Regions from separate parts of the Cricetulus griseus genome. Here all the other regions are linked to region 1. Evidence: chromatin contacts called from public Hi-C data. All regions are on one chromosome and are shown on one strand. Each heading gives the region's core, a stretch centred on a gene start, on an enhancer-like site or on the middle of the called end of the contact. The rest is flanking DNA. Distances are from core to core; before and after follow the strand shown. Region 1 holds the start of Ext1 (exostosin glycosyltransferase 1). Region 2 overlaps Ext1 (exostosin glycosyltransferase 1). Region 3 overlaps Ext1 (exostosin glycosyltransferase 1).

Evidence for each region. Hi-C and Micro-C count contacts between places; a contact is called where the count stands out from the background.
Region 2: a contact with region 1 is called in a Hi-C map of the CHK-Q cell line, with 4 times the contacts expected there. The contact joins the enhancer-like site here to the promoter of Ext1 in region 1. A contact is called at or near these places in 3 of 8 Hi-C or Micro-C datasets (the CHK-Q cell line, the CHO-K1 cell line and fibroblasts).
Region 3: a Hi-C map of liver shows a contact between it and region 1, with 3 times the contacts expected there. The contact joins the enhancer-like site here to the promoter of Ext1 in region 1. A contact is called at or near these places in 3 of 8 Hi-C or Micro-C datasets (the CHO-K1 cell line, fibroblasts and liver).

What each region holds. Positions count from the first base shown.
Region 1 is chr10:1,906,684-1,910,805 of CriGri-PICRH-1.0, reverse strand. Ext1 (exostosin glycosyltransferase 1) reads right to left here and starts at 1,923. Exons shown (of 11, transcript NM_001246767.1): 1 at 246-1,923. The coding sequence starts at 1,207.
Region 2 is chr10:2,131,659-2,135,780 of CriGri-PICRH-1.0, reverse strand. All of the region lies in intron 1 of Ext1 (exostosin glycosyltransferase 1), which reads right to left. Among named protein-coding and RNA genes, the nearest start is that of Trnae-cuc, 210 kb to the left of the region's middle. Within about 2 kb of position 2,125, at least 1 of the 6 cell types and tissues checked has open chromatin away from gene starts, as enhancers often do.
Region 3 is chr10:2,110,838-2,114,959 of CriGri-PICRH-1.0, reverse strand. The region is part of intron 1 of Ext1 (exostosin glycosyltransferase 1); the gene reads right to left. Among named protein-coding and RNA genes, the nearest start is that of Ext1, 200 kb to the right of the region's middle. Within about 2 kb of position 2,194, at least 2 of the 6 cell types and tissues checked have open chromatin away from gene starts, as enhancers often do. A contact at or near this core is called in fibroblasts, where this site is marked.

The DNA.
Region 1 (4,122 bases), core at 674-3,173:
TGAATGGTTTTCAAAGTATCACCTACTGGACTGGAGAGAGTACTGGAGAGAGTTTGCCTGAGGAGCTCAGACTCGCTCTCTAAGCCTGAAACCTGGCTGCTTGGTCCCAGGCAAGCAGGAAGCCACAGCTCTGAGGGCTCCTCCTCCTCCTCCTCCTCCTTCTCCTCCACCCCGGCATCCCCCACCCTGGACTCAGGCATCCAGGGCCCAGGGCTGAGCCACCAAGGGCGGCAGCCCCCACTTACTTCTCATACTCCGTGTTGTCTCTGTCACAGCGAGAGTCCTTGTGCTTTTGCCAGTCTTTGCCGTGTTTGCAGGTGGTGAGGAGAAGGACGTCCTCCCCGTTATGGACATGATATAAGGCATTCCTGGTGTCTGACCCTATCCCTGTCAGGTACCTCTTCCCCTTGAATACCAGCATGTACTTCCTGAGAGGAGGGATGGTGTTAAATTTCAAAAAGCCCCTCTCCCCTCCTGTCCTGGGATGATCCTTAGAAAAGAGGGGAATAGAAACATCAAAGTTGGGTCGGAAGTTTTCAGTACTGATGCTGGCTTTGGCCAGCATCGCCTGGCCGATGTCAAACCCCACGTCCTCGGTGTAGTCAGGCCAAGTGCCGGAATATAAATTAAAAATTAAATGATTCCTACCATTGTTCCATAAGTGGAGACTCTGCACTTTGGATCTCAAATTGTGCACATACTGAGGTGATAACTGGTCTCTGTCTAAAGTATCCAGACTCAGGACAAAGAGGCACGCCTGGCTGGGGTCCGAGGTGTAGAACCTGGAGCCCTCGATGGCCGCTAGAATGTTTTGGTAACTTTCGGCGATTTTCTCCCCTTTCTGCTGCGGGTACACGTAGACTTTGAAGCCGTTTTTCTTGCAAAGGGCGAAGTCGAAGCAAGACTCCATGCGGCACTTCTTGCCTTTGTAGACGCTGGAGTTGGCGTCTCGCTTCTGCCGGGGGGAAACGTGCACGCCGGAATCCTCGTTTTCCAACTGATCCCAAGGAAAGAAGGGGTGCAGAGCGTCCGCGAAGCGGGGCCAGAAATGATCCGGACTGGGCTGGTGCAAGCCATTCCGACCACTGTGCTCCTCTCTCCGGCTGTGGCTCCTCGATGCCCTAAACTGCACGCCTCCGAAATAAAACAAAAGGGCGAGACAAGAGCCAGCAGAGAGCAGGATGAAATAGCGTTTTTTGGCCTGCATGTGTCCTGCCTGGGTCAAGAGGATTGGAAATAAACACAAGAATCACCCAAGTTTCCCAATCAACACTTTGAGCTCCAGTCCGCCATCTTCCCGCCTGTAAAGACTCCAAACTCTCCGCTCCCACCTTCTCTGGATGCCTTTCCCCAAGCCGTGGACTGATCCAGCGCATGTGGGCGATTTCTTTAACTTTCTCCCCTCCGGTCTTTCATCTTCGGGCTGCACAATGCACGGGAGGGAGCCGGGCGGGAGGTCTCGCAGCCAGGGCGGGCGGGCGAGCGAGCAGCGGCCGGCGATTTGCTTGCTTGCTTGCTTGCTTGCTTGCATGCAACAAGACGGAGGGAAAGAAAGCGAGCGGCGAAGGAGAGAAGAAGAAGAAAGAAAGAAAGAAAGAAAAAAAAAAAACCAGCCAAAAGCTCCCGATACCCAATCAATGGCAATGACCGAGTGCCTGGCTTGCCTCGCCGCTCCGATTCCTCTCTCGGCGGCGTCAGGAGAACGAGCCCGGGGGGGAGAGAGCAACTCTTCAACTCCTCCTGCACACGCTCCGGTGGCCGAGCACCGCGGTTCCAACAAGTCAGCCCGCCCCGGCTTCAGCCGGCTAGTGCATCTTGCAGCTGGGGCGCCGTAACCTCACGAATCCCTGCATGGCTCTTTCTTTTTTCCCTTCTGCAGCGGCTCGCACACTCACTCCGCCGCTGTTTACTCCTGCGCTCGCCGGCTCGCCCGCCCCCCGCTCGCTCGCTCGCCCGCCGCGGGGCCGGCTCCCCGGGCGCGCGGCGGCCCGGCCGGCTGCACTGCACGAGGCTGCGCCGATCGGCGGAGGAGGCGGCGGCGGCGGTGGTGGCGGCAGCGGCAGCGGCGGCAGCGGTGCGTCCTCCCCGCGGGCAGTGCCGGCCCGGAGCGTGGCTTCGCAGGGCCCCCGCGCTAGCGCTGCCGACCGCCGCGTTCGGTCGCCGAATGTTACCCGGTTCTGAATGTTACACTTACACATTCCATTCCCGACACGACAGCGCTGACCTCATCCATCCACGCAGCCCGCGCTGCCATTGGCCGGGCGTCACGTCCGGGTGGGGCGGGGCTTCCGCTGCGCCCATTCATAACCCCCCGGCGGCGGCGAGCCGGCAGAGGCGCCGGCGCGCGGCCGCGGGACCCCCTGGAGCCTCCGGGCGAGCGGGCGGGCGGGCGCCGGGGCGAGCCGATCTCCCGGGCGTCGCCCATCGCCGGCTGCCATCTGGACCAGGCTGGTCCACACCATCCACCCCCATCCCACCCCCCAAGGCGAGGGCGCAGGGATGGGGACACGCCCGGGCAGCCTGCGGCTCGGGATGCCCGGGGTCCCCACGAGCCGGGGACGCCTCCCCCGCCCGGAGGCTGAGAGGACCTGGTGGAGGATGCCTGAAAATGGAGAAGCCAGGAGGAAGGGGGTGGGGACTTGGTGGAAAGCGAGCGCCGGGCCGGGAGGTTTCTCTCCCGCGTTGACACCCGCTGAGGCCCAGTGTTGGTTTGTTTTGGTTTGTATTTTGTACATTGACACGATCTTCCTGATTCCCCTGTGTCTAACCCACCCGTTCTTGGGTCTTCCCGGCGGAGACACCCATCCTCGACCAGAAAGAGGAATTGTCACAGTCCGGTGGAATCGTTGCACTTCTCCACCCGTGCTTGGGAGCTTGAGAAGACACCTCCTGAGCCTTTCTTTCTGCTCTGTCCCCACTTCGGTCCTGAGTCCCTCCCTTCCACCTGTTCTCTTCACTGGCCCGGAGGGACCTAATGGCTGAAGAGAGACCATTTCACTTTGCCCCCATTTGGGCTGTTATTCTTGGGGTGGTGTTTTTAAGATGTCACCTGCCCTAGCTATAGAAGGGGACCTTTGAAGCAAAAAAAATAATAATTATTATTATTTACAATAAATGTGCCATGATTGTCCCTGGCTTCGGTTGACCTTGCTTCCATTGACGACCCTTCCCCAAGCCTGTCATCCGGGGTGAACTTATTTGGATGATTCTGATAAACCGGTCTTCTAAAGGAAGCGCCAGTGCCCCCAAAGGTGTGCTAAACTCCTGAGCATCACTTGGCCTCAGAGCCTGAGCACCCTTCCCACCCTAGCCTGGGAGCCTGACCAAGCTGGACAAGCAGTTGCCTAGGGCAGCAGAGCTGTTTAGTGATTGTTTATTGTGGGAGTGTCTGAGCTGGGAGCAGACACATCCAGGCCTCCCTCGGGCTATTGAAAACCCCAGCCGGCTGTGTACCCAGGGTACAGTTGTAATAGGGCAGAGTGGAAAGTTTTCGAACATTGTTGTTTCAGATTTTTTTGAATAGAGCAGGGAAGGGTTGTGGGTGGGCTATGACGGGACATTCCTGAAGCTTCTGCCCGTGTTGGACTTACCAAAAATGAGGCAGCTTTTCAAAGTTTATTTTGTCCCTACCACATGATTTAGAGAGGCCAGAAACAAGGGTTCAGTCATCTTCCAAATAGGATGAGAACCGTGCAGGTAAAGGCAGTTATTGGAGTCACATGTGACCCCAGCTCTCTGCGGGACTGCTAAGAACAGTCTTCAAGGTAGAGTTCTTTCTGCTGAGAGCTGGGTACCAAACACCTCCAATCCGTAGAAGGTGGGACTTTCTCTGCATTTGCAGAATGTCTTGCTTTTCTTGCCTAACTATGGTGAATTCCCTCATCCCACAGCACATTGTCAATTACATTCACATAGTGGTTTGTGTAATGTGAGGGAAAATGAGGGGAAATGGGTTCAGTCCGTGTTTCTGCTGTGGACTAGTGCCTTAAGCCTGTGTATGGACCTCCTGTTACCCTCAGCTTCTCATTGATGGGCCTGGAATAATGCTTTTTTTTTTTTAATCAGCCAATCTCATTTTGTAATGTATACATTTCTCTACATCAGATGTCTCTATAATGGATG
Region 2 (4,122 bases), core at 876-3,375, 220 kb before region 1:
GCGTTCCCATCCTTTGCTCCCGTGCTTCTCCAATGCTATTTCTCCTTCCCATGGAGAATGAGCTCAGCAACAGAAGCACATTCAAGTTCCTGCTGGCTTTAAAACAGACCAAGCTTATTCTTATCCCCTTAAAATCTGCTTTCTATCAAATGACTAAAGATCCCTCTTAAATGTCAGGCTCTGGGTAAAATGATCCCAATGGCTCCAGCAGCTGCTTAGAACAATATTTATACCCCCCTTGACTATGGGGACCTGTGAAAACTAGCTTCTCCCTGCAGCTTCAATATCCCCCTTTCCTGCTTACCATCTACAGTCACAGTTCTTAGTTTCTCAGCACAGCATACTTTCTTTCTTTCTTATACTTGCTGTGCCCTTAGACTGAACCATTCTTCCAGATACCTGCCAAGATGCCCATCAGGGTGCCTACTCCTCAGAGAGAGGCTCCTAGGCTGACCTGTGTGCAGGCTTTCCCACTGCTTGGTTTGACTCTGTCCTGACATTGGAGGCTGCTTGAATTGAAGCACATATTCTTTCCGGCCCAAACATAACATATACTGTATAACAGCTAGAACACACCTTTTCTTGTTCACTACTAGTACCCCAGCCCTGAGTATATGTCTGGCCTAGAATAATCTTTTATGATGTCTTACATTGAACAAATGTCAGAGCATTCTACCCTCATCTCATTCTTCAGGGTCTGTAATGCTTACGAGGCTGTAAAGCGTCCAACTGCTGTTGGTGTTCACAAGAAAAAAGTCACATGTGTTTCCAAAGAGATCTTGAAAGTCCCATTTCACCACTGTGCTATGAAATGCTAGCCTTATTTCTCTAGTTAATGTTAAGATTTGTCAACTTCTCTGAATGCCATCTGATTTAAAAGGAGGAGCCATTAAAAATGTCTTCAGGAACCACTTATCAATATTTTAGGAGCATCCTTTAACATGTTTATGTAGAGTGATGCTATAAAGCCTGCAGGAACTAATATTCACAACAAAGTTCTGGCTCTGGACCTGGTCCCTGACTCATCATAAGTAAGCCATACTGACTCGAGTCTATTCTTGTTTATAAAACTGAGAGTCATTCTGATCTTGCCTACCTAACAAGGTGTCCTGAGGAACTAGCAGGACAGAATCAGAAAACACTGAACAAATTGAAGTACCTGTGGGTACCAGAAAGGATAAGGCCAAACTTCTTGGAGCAGCTTTTGCTCTGAGTCACAAGCAGAAAGCTTAGGAAGGATCGATCATTTCCCAAAAGCCTCTGGAAAAGTGAGTTTCTTCCAAGCCCAATGGTGATGAAGCACAGGCTACTGTAAAGCTAAATGGCTGGCTTCCATCCCTGGTTTCCACTGTATTAAATGTCAGCTATTAGCCAATTGGTCTGTGAATCTGAATTGAAGATGGTTTAGAACACTTAGCTATGGGACCCTTCAAGACCTAGCACTTCTGTAATGTAGAACAGTTTCCATTGAGGCATCTTGGTTTTTAAATAAATCGACACATAAAACTTGGCATCAAAATACAAAGTGAGTAACTTCCGTGGTAGAGAAGGTGAGGCTGTGTGCCACACACACAACTATGGAGAGTTGACTACAAAAGTGATTTTGTCTTCTTCCTATGTATGCCTCTACCACAAATTGTCACAGGATTAATTCTAAGGAAAATTTTGGGATGATCTTTATGGAAAGCTAGCCCAGCAGCCGCCAATCAACCATACCCCTCTCCACAAGTGTTGGGTTTGGAATTATAAAAGTTTTGGAGGTGTGAAAACATAATTGGAAAACTTTTTTTCCCCCTGCTTAAAGGGCTAATTGATTTCACAGGTGTTTAATTATCATTTGCCGTGAGATAATACCTTGTAGTGCCATAAAAAATGGATTTAATTTTCGAGTGCTTGCAAAACCATTGCCAAAGCCAAGTTAGAGCTGAAGCTAGATAATTATTCTATAAATCAAACACACTGCCTCCTTTCTTTTGAAAATTTTAATACTTGGGGATAATGATATCTGACAACCTTGAAACTAACATGAAAAAGATTTGCCTGCCAAGTGCCAAAAGGCAACCACTGGAGCATTTCAGGCAGTCTGGTTCATTAACAGTGACTCAGATGGCCTTAGGACCCTGGCTGCAGGCTTCCAAAACCTGCCAACAGCAAGAATGTTGGTGTATGTCCAGGCATGGGTAGTTTCCACTGAGATCAAATAGCCACACATCCAGCAAGGCCTATAGAAATGTAGAAATAAAACCTAAACTGCCCTTACCCTACAGAAAAAAAAAGGGGGGAGGGAGGAAAAGGAAAAAAGAAAGAAAGGAGGTTAACACGGAGAGTGGAAAGGACAGATGAAAAGCAAGAGAGGAAGGCGGGAGATAAGAAAAAGGAGAAAGAAAATGTACATGAATGAAACAGCTGAGCTCACACTAAGAAAGCCAGACACGGAAGCTGTAAATTTTCAACGTGATCAATTAAGAGTTTCCTATTGAGGCATGGCATTTGTACTTCCTGTAACAACCAAGAAGGGGAATCATGAAATCAAAAAGTTTAACCAGCTGGAAGGCACCGCCAAAGTTATTTAGTCTAAACATCTTAGATAAAAATCAGAGATGTCAGAAGAGGTTGAACCACCTGCCCAAGGTACCACGGGGAGACCAGAACGGAGATGAAAAGACGAGCTCCAAGTGAGCAGAGAAAGGAAGACAGCTCAACAATAAATCCAGACTCACGTTTTCATCTCAAATCTAAAAATAAAAGGGGGATAGCTCCCCTCCCCAGGGGGAGGGGCTGGCATTCTAAAAGAACAGTGGCTGTTCTTTGACCAAGCCCAATTTCCACACAAGTGCCCGGGCTGCCTTAAATAACTCCCTGGGGGAGCCTGGCTGGTGCCATGTTTCAGATTGTTTTTTTTTTTTTTTCCCTCCTCCAACTTTTATTCAGAAGCTGCTGAAGTCATAACGCATTCCATTACACGAAATGTGCTTAAATGATCTAAGAAATCTGGGCGGCAGGCTGGGCACACTCTCTCACACACACTGTCAGCACTATTTAATTTATCTCCTGCCTGTGTACACAGCATGCCCACGCCCCAGCTACTACACAATATGGATTATCGGACAGTTAAAGGTTGTCTCGGTACCCCTTGTGAAGATATTGAAAGGTGAAATGCAGGATGATGAGTGCCATTCTTTGCACACTGTGTTTGGGTCCTTGTAGGAAACAGTTGGGGCCAAAGGCACGTAGGCAGACAGGATAGATGGAAAATGTGGTTTCTGCCATAGCCTGAAGGGGAAGCAACCATAAAGGCTGGCATGGAATTCCCATCGAAGCTGCTGCAAATAGTCAAAAGGATGCTACTAATGACAGCGAGCATCTCTTGACCATCTATGACACACCCTGTCCTCTGTAAGCACTTTATGTCCACTTGGCCCTATCAAACCACTACCAGGTGGGCCGTGGTCCATACCCACACCATCTTCCCTTGACGCAAGAACATAACCATGTGTCGTGTTATATATCCCAGCCTGAATTTGAACTCATCCTTCTGCTTCCGTCTCTAGTGGTGGGACTGGAGGCTTTACAAAGCCCAACCTTTCCCCCAACTTATGGAAGAAGAAATGGATAAATACAACTAATTTGTCTAAATTCACCTTAAAAGCAGACAGGAGATTCCAACTGAGACAGTTCAATCTTGGGGTGCAAGGAGCAAACGCCAATGCCCATTGCTTCCCTGCCCTGTTGCATCTAGAGGGTGCCTTGGGCCAGTCAAGTGAGCTGTAGCTTGAAGGATCCCACAAGGACTACAATGGAATCTACTGGACTCGGCTATGTTTTTCCAACCAGAGATATGCCTGGAATTGATCAGAGCTTTTATGTGGTGCTGAATCAGACAGGAGCCCTACCTGAGGCCAACCTCTGCCTGGGGTATTCTTCCCAGGTCCTGAGAACACAGAGCAGCAGCAATCCCAAAGCATGCTCAGCTCCCCCCTCTGAAAGACAGAAACTTTAACAACTTTTCCTAGGACTTTGTGTGACTTTTACTTTCCCAACTTTCCATGGGGCTTTGAGGCCAAGACCTACAATCTGCCTTTAGTTCCCCAACAGGGTGCTTTCTAGTGTGTCCCTCTGTGC
Region 3 (4,122 bases), core at 945-3,444, 200 kb before region 1:
GTGGCTAGAACTCAGGTCACTGGGCTTGTTAACACTCACCAAGCCATTCCACAGACGCCCTAAAGTAACTTCCCCTTTCTCTCTTCCATCCTTCCCTCCTTCCCCACACCCCTTCCTTCTTCTCCTCTTCTTCCTCAACTTCCTGGAAGTGAGAACGCCAAGAGCAATGGCAACTCTGCAATGTTTATGGGTTTTTCCCAAATGTGAAAGAGTCTATTACACGCCTATAATCCCAGATACTCAGGAGACTGGGGGGGCGGGGATGTGCAGATCAACTGAGCCCCAGCGTGAAAGATGATGGGACCAGCCGGAGCAATATACTGAGACCCTGTCTCAAGGAAAATGGAGAGGGAGGGACAAAGAGGCGAAGGGAAGGAGACCCCACAGACAACTAGAGATGATCTGGTTTGGGTTCTAGTCAGCCCTACAGAGATGAGAATTGATATTCCCTTACCTCTACAAAAGCAGCCTCCTGCCTGCTTAGGACTCAAAATCCATAAACCCTGTACATGTCCATCAGACAATAGCTGGGCATTGGTGGCACATGCCTTTAATCCCAGCACAGGTGGATCTCTGTGAGTTCAAGAGCAGCCTGGTCTACAAGAGCCAGGACAGCCTCCAAAGCCACAGAGAAACCCTGTCTCCAAACCCCGCCCCCCCAAAAAAGTTTTTTTTGGAAACTCACATATAATCAGGAATTTCTAAAAACCATGGTAAGCCACAATCGGTACCAATGTACTAGCAAGTGTGACTGCATGGAGGCATTGGGCCATTCATCTGAAGAGCCTTTGAAGTCACAACCTGTACCTAGAGCCGTGCCGACCACATCAGGCTCACCTGCCCCAAATCAACATGCCAGGCCATCAGAGCAATGAATGGCCACTTTGCTCGCCAAAGGCAGAGAGCCATGACTAATAAGCTGAAGTGACAGAATTCATGAATAAGTTGTTCCTTTAAATTATTGATGGAGCTTGTAGGTGAAGGGACAGAGTGTTCTACTTAGTGACAGGTTTTCATATGGCCTTCATGGCTTTAAAGGAATGGTCAGTTCATCAGGGGCTAAAGCTACACGAGTTTTCTTGTGAATGGTGGAAATCTGGAAAATGCAACCCACAATTAGTAAGCAATGAATCAGTTGCAAGTTTTAAATATAACAGAATATGCATGCTTTTGACACAACTGACTTTCTGTTGATTTTGCTAACATCTTAACCATTTTAGGATTCCACATGGTGCAGGATAGTTTGTGTATAGATGGGGAGGAATGTCTGTGTTTGTGTGTGTACATGCATGTGGAGTTTGTGTACAGATGGGGAGGAATGCCTGTGTTTGTGTGTGTACATGCATGTGGGGTTTGTGCACAGATGAGGAGGAATGCCTGTGTTTGTGTGTGTACATGCATGTGGGGTTTATGTACAGATGGGGAGGAATGCCTGTGTTTGTGTGTGTACAAGCATGTGGAGGGCAGAAGTCAACTTTGGGTGTCATTCCTCAGGAGCCCATCTACCTTGTTTTTGAGATAAGGTCTCTCATGCGACTGGAACTTACCAAGTGGGCCAGGCTTGCTAGCCAGCCAGTCCCAGAGATCTGTCTGTCTTTACTTTAACTCTGGTATTGTAGGAATACACATCATAGTCAGTTTTGTTCTATGTGGGTTCTGGAGATCAGGCCTTCATGCTTGCAAGGCAAGCACTGCACCTAGCCAGCTGTCTTCCCGGTGTCCTTTGCGGATTCTTTTATTCCAGGCAGCTACACTTTCAACAGCACTGAATGATTCTTGCTTGCAACGAGGTGGCATGTTTAGGAGCACACATTCTCATAATAAACATAACTACCTGCTGAGAATTCGGTGCAGATGATGAGGACCTACACTCAGCCCGAGCAGGCAGTGATCTGATGCAGGGGTGGTAACCCATGCTCCATGTGTTACCTGCTTTTCTAAAACGGCTTTCATTGGAATTCAGCAACCTTCGCTTTATTGCTGTTCTATGTGCTTTTGTGCAAACCCCAGCTGAGTGCCATAGCTACATTAGGTACAGTAAAACCTACAGGGTGTAAAACGTTATCTGGCACTCCAGAGAAGAAGCCTGTGACTCAGGATCCAGTTCATTGCTCTGTCTGCCACTCTGGAGCACTGCCTGCTTCCTACTGAGGCTCCCTATAAAGTGGGCGAATGAATGAACTCATGAATGACTCTCGGTTTTGAAAGCAGAGCCAGGCGGTATTTACCACTCATTTCAAAGCTATTGCCTCACAGCCTCGCAGAAATGATCATGGGTGTTGATTTTGTCATAGCGACACAGAAGTTAGGCAACTGGAGTCTCAGGGTTCAAAATACCCCTGTGGTTTCAGAACTGCAGCCCGTTGCAAAGCAATGATTGGTAGCAATGGCTAACCAACCCACACTGTTACAAAGACACTACTGAGGAACTCCAAACACACCTAAACCAGGCAGTCTCTAAAACCCAGGTCATTGTTTATCTTGAAACAGAAAAAGAAAATGTCAGTTGGCCAATGTGTCTTCCGGCCTCTGAAGGCTGGCAGTGACTTCGTGGTTGGAGATACTCTGAAAAGCCAAACGGAAACACCAAAACCCACACCCACGGCTCTTCCCAAGCTGCACACAGCAAAACATGCACGCTCTCCTCCCAGAGATGTCAGGACAATGGAAGTAAGTGTTCACAAACCTTATTCCGATGAGAAATACTACTAAAAAGCCAAGTGAAAATTTTCTACCATGCAACAGTATGGTGTTAGGCTCAAAGTGGTAATGAGAGAACTCAAGGTGAGGTAAGTTTGCTGTTGTGTAGTTTAGTTTAAAAGTCAAGTAGGTAGGTAGGTTGACTGGGTCCCAGGGAAGAATAGGAACCAATCCTGGCACTGAACCTGAGATGTGTCTCAAGAAGTCAATTAATTTTTTTCCAGGCAGGCCACTCAATCAGCCCCTTAGTGCCAATCATGGCTTTAGGTTCTCTATGTCTAACGCAACTGATACCTTACATTTGGGGCAGACAGTTTGTTGTCTAAGAGTCCAGGCCCATAGGATGCCAAGGATGAAGAAAAGCACAAAAGAGCAGAATTAAGACAGAGTACTGCAGATCTTGGCATCCGCTAGTTTTATGTCAACGTGCCACAGACTGGAATCATCTGGAGCACGGAAATCTGAGAGTTGAGGGTGTGGCTCTGGCAGACTTGCTTCTGGGCAAGGCTGCAGTACGTCTCTTGACTGACATGAGGAAAGGTCTACCTCACTGTGCATGGTGCATTCCTGAGCCCCGTATGTGGTCCCGGAGGGTAAAAGAAAGCCGGGGGAGAAGAAATAAGGGGGCCGTGAGGCCAGGCAGCACTCCTCCATGGCCTCTGCATCAGCTCCTACTGCTAGGTTCCCACCCCAACTGAGTTTTTGCCTTGATTTCCCTCAGCAATGGGCCATGTGCTGAGCCTTGCAAGCTGAAATAAACCCTTTCTTCCCCAAGTTGCTTGTGGTCATGGTGTTGAATTATGGCAACAGAAACACTAAGACAATAGTCACTGGACATAGAAGTAACCTAATCTGGTTAACCCCGCCCTCGGGGTAGTATTCTCCTCTGTCACCAATAAGCAAAGGTCAAGAAGGGGTGACATGAAGTTTTCTAAGTACTGGAACCTTTTCAAGGAGTCCTTGATATGTAGCATTTAAGGGGGAGTGGGGGCGGGCGGGGGGGGGGGAATCTACATCTAAGGATCCCTGTGTTCAGCACTGTCTCCAGGCCAATTTCTGCAGCCTCTGTGAACCTTCCTTTGACCTCCGTGCCGCCACTCCTAAGATTACAACCATTTCCAAGTGATTTCAGAAATCACTCTTCAGCAGAGAGTACTCAGCCTTCTTCTGCTAAAGGCACAGCCAGCAAAAACAGCAATAAAAGCCCATCAGATGACCACAGTTACAGAACATTCATTCATCCGCCATGCACACTAGCAACGATTAATCCCCGGGCCCACTCGGCCTCTGCTCTAAGAATATCGTCTACTGGTACTCGTTTCTTGCCTTTGGAGACCCTTCACTATTATCACAGCCAGCAAATGGTAATCAGAGCGGTCCTTTGCCATGTCGACCTGCTAGCACTGGCCATCTGGAAAGGGT